3 separate regions of the Sus scrofa genome follow, and regions 2 and 3 are each linked to region 1. Evidence: chromatin contacts called from public HiChIP or PLAC-seq and promoter capture Hi-C data. All regions are on one chromosome and are shown on one strand. The core of a region is the stretch at or near the end of the contact, and the rest is flanking DNA. Distances in the headings are between cores, read along the strand shown. Region 1 holds the start of PEX1 (peroxisome biogenesis factor 1). Region 2 holds the start of AKAP9 (A-kinase anchoring protein 9). Region 3 holds the start of HEPACAM2 (HEPACAM family member 2).

Region 1 (3,406 bases), core at 365-2,864:
AGGAAAATAATTTGAAAAGGAATGTGTGTGTGTATACACACACAAATAGGTATATGTGTGTGTGTGTGTATAACTGAAACACTTTGCTGTACACCTGAAAGGTTGTAAATCAACACTTTCATTTTTTAAAATGAGGGAAAAAAGAGATAGGGCATTTCGTACTTAATTGTTGGAGAAAATTTTATGTTATATAGAAGGAGATTCAATTACACAGGTCCATAAAATAAGAGATCCAATACCTAATGTTTACTGCCTTCTGAATAGAAGGCACTGTGCTAAGCCCTATACATGGATCCATGTCATCCTCACACAACCTCCGTAAGTAGGTCCTTTTACCATACTGGTGTCTAAAGAATAAGAAAACAGTCTTAATGGGGTCAAGTAACCTGTCCATGGTCATGATGTTAGTAAACAGTGAAACTTGAAAATTTACTCCCAAACCAATTTTTAATCTACCATACTACACACACAAAAAAATTGTTAAGCATGGGAATGACGTGATAGAAAGAGTTTGGTAGGGCTAACATTTAAAAAGACTAGAAGAATACAGGGTCATGTTAGTTACTGGGTAATTCAGAAATGAATGAGGGAGGCCAAATGTAGGCAACGGGAATGGAGAAAATGAGACACTGTTTAACTTGCATATTACCTTGCACTTTGTAAATTGAGAAATTTAATAAGATAAACTTCTGTAAAGTCTTCTGCTGGGTATTCATCTAGAGCATTATACTGTTCAATTGCACCATACAAAGCAAATCGCTCAACTAATTCCTTCATGGCTCCGACTGCAGGAACTCCTTGTATTAATAAGTACCGAGATTCCAAATTGATCGTGTAAACCTATAAGAAATCAGACACATTAAATGTATTTCACAAAGAAGCCTGGGACAAATCTAATCCTATATTTTTTTAAAGTTGAAAAAAACACCTTTCGACTGGTTTGCATAAAAACAGGAAATCTAAAAACTTGCCCCTCTCTCTACATAATGAATAGTTTACCCTTCTTGCAAAGGCCTTTAGCTAAAGCACGTAACATTATCTTCCATCAATGTGTTTTCCACAAATTAGCTCGGTAGAAGTTACAGGGACGAGTTAACAAGTATTCGCTGAGCGTTTACCATGTAACAAGGACCACTGTAAACACGGAAGATACAGTGACTGAAACACAGCCCTCTTCTCACGGAGCTGAGGTTCTAGCAGTAGACTAAAGAGCACTCAAGCATCTTTGGTACTTGAGTACCAGCGTTTTTCATATTCTTCTTCAGTTAATCGATGTGACCGCAGCCTCTCAAGATGTTATTTACGTAAGCTGGGCATGTGAAGCTGGAACTCACAGAAAGCTACCGGGGATAGCGATTGAAACCAAAGTCACTTTACCCTGACAGCGCGAGGGCGGCGCCCCTCTCGATACTTGGCCCGCGAGTCGCATACAGCCCTTTGGACGTGGTGATCGAATAAGCCTCCTAGCTGCCCGCCGCTCAACGCCATCTTGCCGGTGTTATCCCTCGCGAACGACAACATCCGCCCCGTTGCCCCACCGTTTACCCAATAAGAGAGAGGGGTGAGTTAAGGCGTTCCGAGATTGGCTGAAGAATCGACACCGTCGGCCATCGTTTCCTGTGAGCGAGGATTTGGTGAAGAACGTGTCGCCCCCCAGCGGCGCGGCGGAAAGGCCCTGAGAACAGGCGCAGGCGTGCTGGCCCCTCCCGCTCCGGATGCGCCGCGGGGCCTTAGGGGGCGGGGCCGATCGATCGTCTCCGGGTCCGACGCCCGCGACCTGCGGGGTTGGCCCGGGAAAGATAGGTTGGGCGGCTGGGGGTCGGTGCCTGCAGACAATGTGGGGCGGCGATCGCCTGGCGGGTGCTGGCGGAGGCGGGGCGGCCGTGACGGTGGCCTTCACCAACGCTCGCGACTGCTTCCTCCACTTGCCGCGGCGCCTTGTGGCCCAGCTACACCTGCTGCAGGTAAGGCGCCCGCTTGGTGCCGGGCTCTCACCACCGACTTGGGACAGCTGCTGGCCAGTCTGCGGTCGGCCGAGACCCAGGCCTTTTAGGGACGCAGCGGCCGCTCAGGCCTCTCCCGGCGGCGGGATTAGGGCTGCTTTCCCAGCCCCGCCGACCGGTTCAGAGGCCACACTGAGGACCCCTTGCGGGCAGGGCTGGCCTGGGCGCTCTTGACAGCCACATCACGTCTAGTGCAGCACGGCTTCTTTGAGTTGACCTGCTGTATTCCAGGTCTTTTACTCGCCGGAACTGGGCTTTGAAACGCCCCGATATTCTCCCTCTTCGTTCAACTATTCCTCACTCCAGGTTGGAAAAGCTCTTGAGAAGTCGGGTTTGTTTGTCTTTTGGGATTCTGTTCTGTTTTGTTTCATTATTAGAAAACGTTTTTCCTGCCAGCGATTTCCAGGTGCTTGCATGGCTGTGGTCCCGGCCTTCAGAAAGAGGGGCGGACTTGGTTTGTGAAGTCTCTATTGGTTAACAGAGGTGGAGCCCTGTGTCCCACGAGCGGGATAGATTAATATGAACCTTCTTCCTGTGTCTCCAAACACCTCCGGGGTGCTCCAGGAATGTGCTGTGGGAGTATGCATACTTGGTCATAGGTAGTTAGAATTCCTTGAACCTCTGTTTTCACTTGCGCTCTGCACCTTGTGGTTGTGGCGGTTCATAGCTCTAACACTTGCATGGTTACAGAGATGCAACATCTGTATTTTCCTAATTGTAAAGTGGAGACACCTGGTTTACGAGTTTGAGCGTGCTTGCTTAAGGGGCTAAAAGGATAGGCTGTTTGAAATCTTCGAAAATCCTGAATGCATAGTACCCACTGGTTTGCAGTAATTTCAACAGTTTGCAATAATTTCAAATATCTCCCTTTTCCATTTTAGCTACTTCTCTGTAACTCCTTTTCTAGAGTATTTTCCCCTATCTTTCATAGCACATTAATTTCAACAGATCCTGCCATTATTTCTTTTACTATAAAGTAGGCAGTCTCTTGGCCCTGATAAGCTTCCTTCTGGCTGGAGATGAGTTAGTTATTATCACCTGGTCCCAGGTAGCTGCTCCCTGCCCTGTGCTTTCAGCTTTGATGATTTTCCACGTGCCTTCAAATCCCCACCTAATGAGTTTATAGTAATGTAGAGTAACTGATAATTTTATCTAAGATGTGGATGCTGTTTTACCTTCATCACTATTTAAGAATTTAGTGGTCTTGATCTTTGTTTTACATTTTGAGGCTTCAGTAAGAATTAGTTCATGAAATTTTTTTTTGAAATATAAATCCCTTTAGCCTTGGAAAAAACTTGTTTCTATCCAGCCTATATCAGCAGATTAGGCCTACTTTTTTTCCCCAATTATAAAAGTAGTACATGCTTTATAGAAAATTTGGAAGCATGGAAAATTACAAACAA
Region 2 (3,081 bases), core at 307-2,806, 550 kb after region 1:
TTTTCCTCCACGTATAGCTTCTAAAATAATGTCTGCCTGATAACATATAAGGACTTAAGCTTTGACCGTAGATAATATCAAGATAGTTTATATACTTACATTCATTTAAGGAACCTGTGCTAACCATCTACTACTGTATCTCTGCAATGTGTGCTTCAGGGATTACTGAAATCATAGACCCCAATCTCCTTAACTTGTTTATTTGGCAGGAGGGAAAGGTGAAGAAGAGAGAAGAAACAGTTAACTACATTATAATTTAATCGTGGTCCAAAAATGACTGCTAACAATCATCTCTAATAAAACAGACTATAATCTATAAACAGTAATTTCATTACAGGGAGGAAGGGGGCCTTAGAGTGGCCAAAAAAAAAAAAAAATACTCAAACATGTAATTTTTAAAAGAAATATCCTATTTAGGTTATATTTTGTCTTGCCAAATTTTTTGTGAAGCCAAGTGAATAATACCTGTGTATGATTTTGCGTTGTTTGCTTTACAGGTTTTTTTTCATACACATACATAAAACAGGGACTCAACAAGATTATATAGAGAGAGGTAAAATTCAATTTAAAGCGGGAATTCTATAGGTGTTGCTTAGAATATGGAACCCTTCGTCCCCTGAAGTTCCATTCACAGACTGCATTACTATTCCACACAATACAAAGCGCATGCCATGACAAAGACCTCCAAACACAAACATACAAAGCCAGGCTCCTAAAAACGCCCCTAAAGCGAAGTTCACAGCTGGCACTTGTGGCACACTCTTGCCACTGCTGAGGCAGCTGTCACAGGCCAATCACACACCCAAGAGTGCCAGCGTGCCACCTAAGAAAGCCTAGCTAATGATGAGCGTACAAATCCCTTACCGAATAAAGAAAAGCCCCAAATCCCCACCCTGAAGAGCACAATGCCTCCACTACCCAGAAAAGTCCCTAAGTAAAAAAAAAAAAAAAAAAAAAAAAAAGTGAAAGGATGGAAATTTATAAGCAATAAATACCAGATTAGAGCAATACGGTAAAAGAGGGATTTTATTTGGGCGTTCAAATGAGAAAGGAGCCACACCACCCAATCCTCACGGAAATATCCGCTAGGTAGTATAGCACTAAGCTTTTTCAATTGGAAAAGGGAGAGAAGAGGGCGAGGGGAAATGCGGACCCTGCAGCACCTCCCTCCCTGGCAGCGCACCGGTGCTGCAATATCTCCACTTCCCAGGCCCCCTCCGAACCCTTCCCAGCCACCGCCTCCCAGCGCAGGCCGGGCGGCCTCCGGTTCTCTTACCCTCGCTTTGCCGGCCTCCAGCTTCTTCTGCCTCTCTTCGTCCTCCATAGCTTCTGCGGGGAAGGCTGGGGGAAGACACGCAAGGGGTCAAGAGTAGAAAGGAAAGGTCGGTTCAGACGGAGGTGGGACCGCAAGCTCCACAGCCCCGCTCGCGGGGCCGGGCCGGCGCTCCTCCCCGCCCGGAGTGGAACCAGTCTCCTCGCTCACTGGCTGACAGTACTCGGCCGCACGAGCAGCGTCGTCACCGCCGCAGCCGCCATCTTCGTCTCCACGTAAACACACGGCGGGACGGGCGGGAGGGCGGGGGGCACGTCAAGCCGCGCAGCCGCCTCAAGCCTCGCGGCGCCGGGCAGGTGCTCCCGCGGCCCCGCCCCGTCCCGCGCGCCCCGCCCCCGCCGGCCCAGTGCTCAGCAGCCAGGGCGACCCCCGCCCGGCCTCCGATCCTCGCACCCACACCCGAAAAACTAGCTAGGAGAGCACCCTCGCCAAGGGCCGAACGCCACTCTCCAGGTGGCGGAGAGGGTTGGGAGAGAGGGAGTGTGCCAGGGGACCCAGTCGGACCCCCACCACTGTCCAAGGACTCAGTGGTCGTTTTTAAAGCCTTGAGATTTTGCAAATTTCTAAAGAAAAAATAAAACCCAAGTGCCTGATGGCGAAATTGGTGAAGGCTGAAAAGTCCCAAAGGAAAAGACGGGGGTAAGGGTGGATCGGGAAGAGGATCCACCGGACACTTTTTCAACCTAGATTGACTCCTCCACCCGAAGGACGGGGAAGGCAGCTAGCAGCTCTTATTGCGGAGGGCTGCAAAGACGGCTAGTAGCTCTTATTGCTTGCTTCCTTAGCGGAAAGTCCCTCTCCGATCTCGGGTTCATCCTTAAAGGCCCACCTCACACGCCGCCTGGAATAGCTTTTCTGATCTCTTTGTTCCCTCCACCGCAACCGGGAGTATCCAGCCTCATCTTAATCCCCTCCCACTCCTCCTTGGAGCTTGCCCTTAGTTATGGTGTCCTGAAATGAGCCTAGGCTTTGGAACCTAGGTTGAGGACAAAGCCAGGATAAACTTTCTAGCTTAGATGATCTTGAACCAAGTTACCTATCTTCCTTGAGCTTACCTGGAAGTTTTGGAAGGGTTGTTAATATATATGAGTTAACATGTGTTATATTAAAAAATCCTTAATGTCAGTTTCCTCTCTCCTTGTATTCCTGTATGCATACTGCGTGATATTTTAAAACCTTGCGCCCTTCTTAATTCACCTCATATACCTGACTTCTTAAGGGCAAAGACTATCTTGCTAATTTTGGCATTGCTAAAATGACTAGCGTAATGCTTTGCACCCAATGAACACTTGTTGGATTGAATTGAGCCACTTTAATAAATTGAGCATGACTCTCTTTCCTGTATTTTCATCTGTTCCCTCAATACTTTTTCCTTCTCATCATCTTACCCTCAAATCCATTCCTGGGGTGAACTACACTTTTTAATTTCTCAGGTTGATCATGTTTCTCCTTTGTTTTGGATTAGGCTGGACTGAAAAACTAGCAGGTATGAATTAAAATAAGCGGAGTTCAATCATAGAAGTGGTGTTAAGTGAAAACTAAGGTTTAAAAAAGAAAAGGAAAAAAAAAACTAAAGATCTAAAAATCTTAAGTCCACTACAAACTGAAGACTATTTTTAAATAGTCATAATTTAGAAATTCTTAGATTTAAAAAAGACTTTTTGTCCTCAGAATCCACAATGCATACATATTGCGCCAGTTTGTAATACCCAATATATTTTGTCCTGTTTTCCTAACCTGAATTGAGA
Region 3 (3,321 bases), core at 379-2,878, 630 kb before region 1:
CCCACTATCAATGCAGCCACTGAGATCATCTCTATGATCACAGACTTCCTTGACAAGGCCCAGGAACTGTGTTAACCCCTTTTTTTAATCTCTTTACTTTGATCATATCATATAAATATCACCACTATAAAAGCTCCATGAGCTACATGTTATCATTCCTATTTTCTTTAAAATAAATACTGAAAAAAATTAGGTAACTTGCTCAAAGTCACACAGCTACTACAGGATGGAGCAGGACCCAAACCCATCTTCAGGTACGAACCCATACTCAACAAATATGAGGGGCTTCTAAATGTTACTACCTACTTACTTAAATCTTTTATTATTCACAGACTTCTTAATTTTATTTTTTTTCATGATATTAACAGTAGAATTTGACAGAAGTAAAATAATCATATAGGATTCTTGTATTCTTCACCAGAGATCTACAATGTGTAACCTATTCGGATATCTCTCAATTCTGAACTAGGAAATAAGAATTTAATTTGGAGCTTGCAGGCTTTTTTTTTAATCAACAATAAAAAAACCTCGTAAATGAACCTTTCACTAAATGATTATCCTCCACATTTTCCTAAGTTCTCAAAACCACATTGACTTAAAACTCTAAATTACACTTCTCTCATATAAATATAATAAAGAATAGCCAATTGTAGTAAAAAGAGTTGAAATAAAGGTATCTAAAGTCAAACCATAATCAAAAAGCACATAAAAGTACATTTCTGCCACTTCTTACATGAAAGAAGCTGACACATTATTAGGAAGTCTCTAACTTTTATGAAATGAGATAGAAAAGAGCCAAAGGTTTTATTCATGAATTAGGATTCTGGCGAAAAATAAAAGATCATTATTTTAACATGACATGGATTTTTTTTAAAGTATTATTTCGCATATACTAACTTACTGATGAATCCCCTAACAAAACTGTGAGACAAGATGAACAAAAATAATTATCATTCTCACTTTCACATCCGGAAATTAAAGCTACTAGGTTTAGGGACTTGCTCAAAGTCATAAAACTACCAATTCTATGTTCAAATTATCCTCTTTTTTCACTCTTTTCAGCCATCTCTATTACACAGACCTCACTTCCCTACCCAGGCCACCTGCTCACAGCCTACAGGCAGCCTGGACAAAAGAAACTCTGCAGGATAGACAGGGCTGTCACTGTAAAGTTGGCAAAAGGGAGAAGCGGGGGCGGGGGGGGGAGAGGCAAAAATAGCCTCTGACTCCCACATTGACCTTGTCTAAAGAAATGTTTCTGGGTCACCGGGACCCGCCTGATCAGGGCTCCAAATACGGCCGCTCGTCTGAGCTTTCCAGAGTGTGCCCAGGCTTTCTAATGCCTCTGCCACCTGCCACCACCTATAACTTAGGTCTCTGCCTGCCGCGGCCCAGGGACACAACATCCCGGTTCCTCTCCCAACGGAGAAAGAGGCCTTTGCTTCAGCCCCTTCGACTTACCTGTCGGGTCATTAGAGATTTGATTTTTTGCATGTCGGAACCGCGAGGGTATACCCTGCCGCAGAGAATTAACAAATCACTCAGCACCACCATACAGCTGGCCCCGACACAAGGAAGCCATAGTGAGTGGTCACGTGGAGCTGCCAACTCCGGGTCTCCTTCCTTTCCTCGAGCATGCTGGGAACTGCAGTCTTCCGGCCCCCGCCGGTACCTGCAATGGAGGTGAGAGGAAGGCCCAGGTACTACATTTCCCGGCACGCAAAACAGCTGACTCCGAGGTTAAACCAACAAATCTTGTTCCTCTGAGTGACGGCGATGGTCGCCGGTCTTTAAAGAGGTACTTGGCCTGAGGTAGCTCTTCCTCGGCGAGGCGAAAACCTACTGGGTGACCAAGTATTGAGCGACAGGAACAAACACTGAGAAGACGGTATTATAAACCAAACTGACGCGATTCCCCCTAGGAGTGAAATGGAGGAAACCCTACCTGGTCTAGAGGGGCGGGGTCGGAGGACGAGAGGCTGACGCGAAGGGACGGGGAAGCTAGGGAAAGCACGCTCCAAGAAGTGACCTGAGAACTTAGCACTCCCCAGGTAGCGCTGGATCCGGCCTGAGGAAAAGTGTGGTCCACGTTGTCCAGTAGGCCGCTGTCCAGAGTTAGGACTGTTCTTCCTCAGTCCTAGTGTTGGCATCCACTGCAGAACACCAAAACCACAGGCTTTAACACCCACCTATCAGTTTGCCACCTGTGTCATCTAAGGAAAGGCAAGATGGAAAATATAACAATAATAACCAGTATAAATGTCACTTGAGCATCCTCTTTTCAACTTTCAGCAATTTATTTAAAGTGAGGAAAGGAATAGGGGAGTCGTTTGGAGTTCAATTTAAAAACCAACTTTCTAATTATGAGAATACCAGAAAAAAAGCTACTGAGAGCTAACAGTAATAGCTAACATTTGTTGAGAGCTTACATGACAAAAACTCTAATAGTTTTACATATGGTATCTCATTTATCCACACATCCTTCTTCTGGGTATGGTACTATTTTACCCATTTTCAAAATGAGGAAACTAAAGTATGGAGTAACTAAGCAACTTGCCTAAGATTACTGCAGATGTGCAAGCAGAAACAGGACTGATTATCCAGATGTTTTAAGTAAGGGTTTCATGTATGGTGTTGAAGAGTGGGTCCTAAAGTGTGATACTAATGATTTTTTAAATTTTGCATCTGTTTTCATTAATGTTTATTAGGAAAAAAATAAGACACAGACCTGTGGTTTGAAAAATATGTCTTAGGACAACTAAAGAAATGCTAAAAGTGTGCCTAACTAATGAAAAATATTAGATAAACAGTAGTATGGGTGGTGGTCAGATATGGCAAAAATAATAAAAGTGGTTTGCAAGTGACTGTAGTTTGGGGACACTAAAATAGAGGTTATTTACAACTCTGAAATTCTATTTGATCGCTCAGAATCTTATTTTTACAAATGAGGTTGTATTATTTGACTTAGGTTTTGTAAGAATAAGTGAGAGGATGTAGGTAAGTACAATTTATAAATTTTAAAGCACCTTACAACTATGAAGTATTATAGTCTTAATTCCACCCCCATTGCTCCAACAGAACCACCCTATGCATAATTCTGTCGTTGTGCTTGGCAATTCCATTTGAAAACATATGTTCACCTATATGCTTTTCTGACTGCCATTTCTAACTCTATCAAGAAATTCCAGTGTCTTTTGCGCAAGCTTAGTTTAGTTCATTATTTACCTGCTCTAATTTTAATGGCCAGACAGTTCTTATTGTGTGAAAATCTTCAGCATTTAGAAGTCCCTGCAAGCGTCAAAGAAACAGAAGGTGCCAAAC

The links. Promoter capture Hi-C pulls out the DNA fragments that hold promoters and counts their contacts. HiChIP or PLAC-seq counts read pairs in DNA pulled down with a chosen protein or histone mark.
Region 2: an H3K27ac HiChIP or PLAC-seq map of skeletal muscle shows a contact between it and region 1, with 3 times the contacts expected there. The contact joins the promoter of AKAP9 here to the promoter of PEX1 in region 1. A contact is called at or near these places in 1 of 5 promoter capture datasets (fetal liver), 1 of 47 Hi-C or Micro-C datasets (heart right ventricle) and 1 of 2 datasets of contacts at active chromatin or transcription factors (skeletal muscle).
Region 3: a contact with region 1 is called in a promoter capture Hi-C map of liver, with 2.2 times the contacts expected there. The contact joins the promoter of HEPACAM2 here to the promoter of PEX1 in region 1. A contact is called at or near these places in 2 of 5 promoter capture datasets (fetal liver and liver) and 2 of 47 Hi-C or Micro-C datasets (embryonic fibroblasts and heart right ventricle).

Annotation. Positions count from the first base shown.
Region 1 is chr9:72,442,926-72,446,331 of Sscrofa11.1, reverse strand. PEX1 (peroxisome biogenesis factor 1) reads left to right here and starts at 1,614. Exons shown (of 23, transcript XM_021102380.1): 1 at 1,614-1,964. The coding sequence starts at 1,716. It overlaps RBM48 (RNA-binding protein 48), which reads right to left and starts at 1,521. Exons shown (of 5, transcript XM_003130141.5): 1 at 1,378-1,521; 2 at 650-840. The coding sequence starts at 1,521.
Region 2 is chr9:71,894,110-71,897,190 of Sscrofa11.1, reverse strand. AKAP9 (A-kinase anchoring protein 9) reads right to left here and starts at 1,556. Exons shown (of 50, transcript NM_001253824.1): 1 at 1,277-1,556. The coding sequence starts at 1,324.
Region 3 is chr9:73,073,179-73,076,499 of Sscrofa11.1, reverse strand. HEPACAM2 (HEPACAM family member 2) reads left to right here and starts at 1,628. Exons shown (of 10, transcript XM_021102395.1): 1 at 1,628-1,683. It overlaps VPS50 (syndetin), which reads right to left and starts at 1,622. Exons shown (of 28, transcript XM_021102384.1): 1 at 1,462-1,622. The coding sequence starts at 1,554.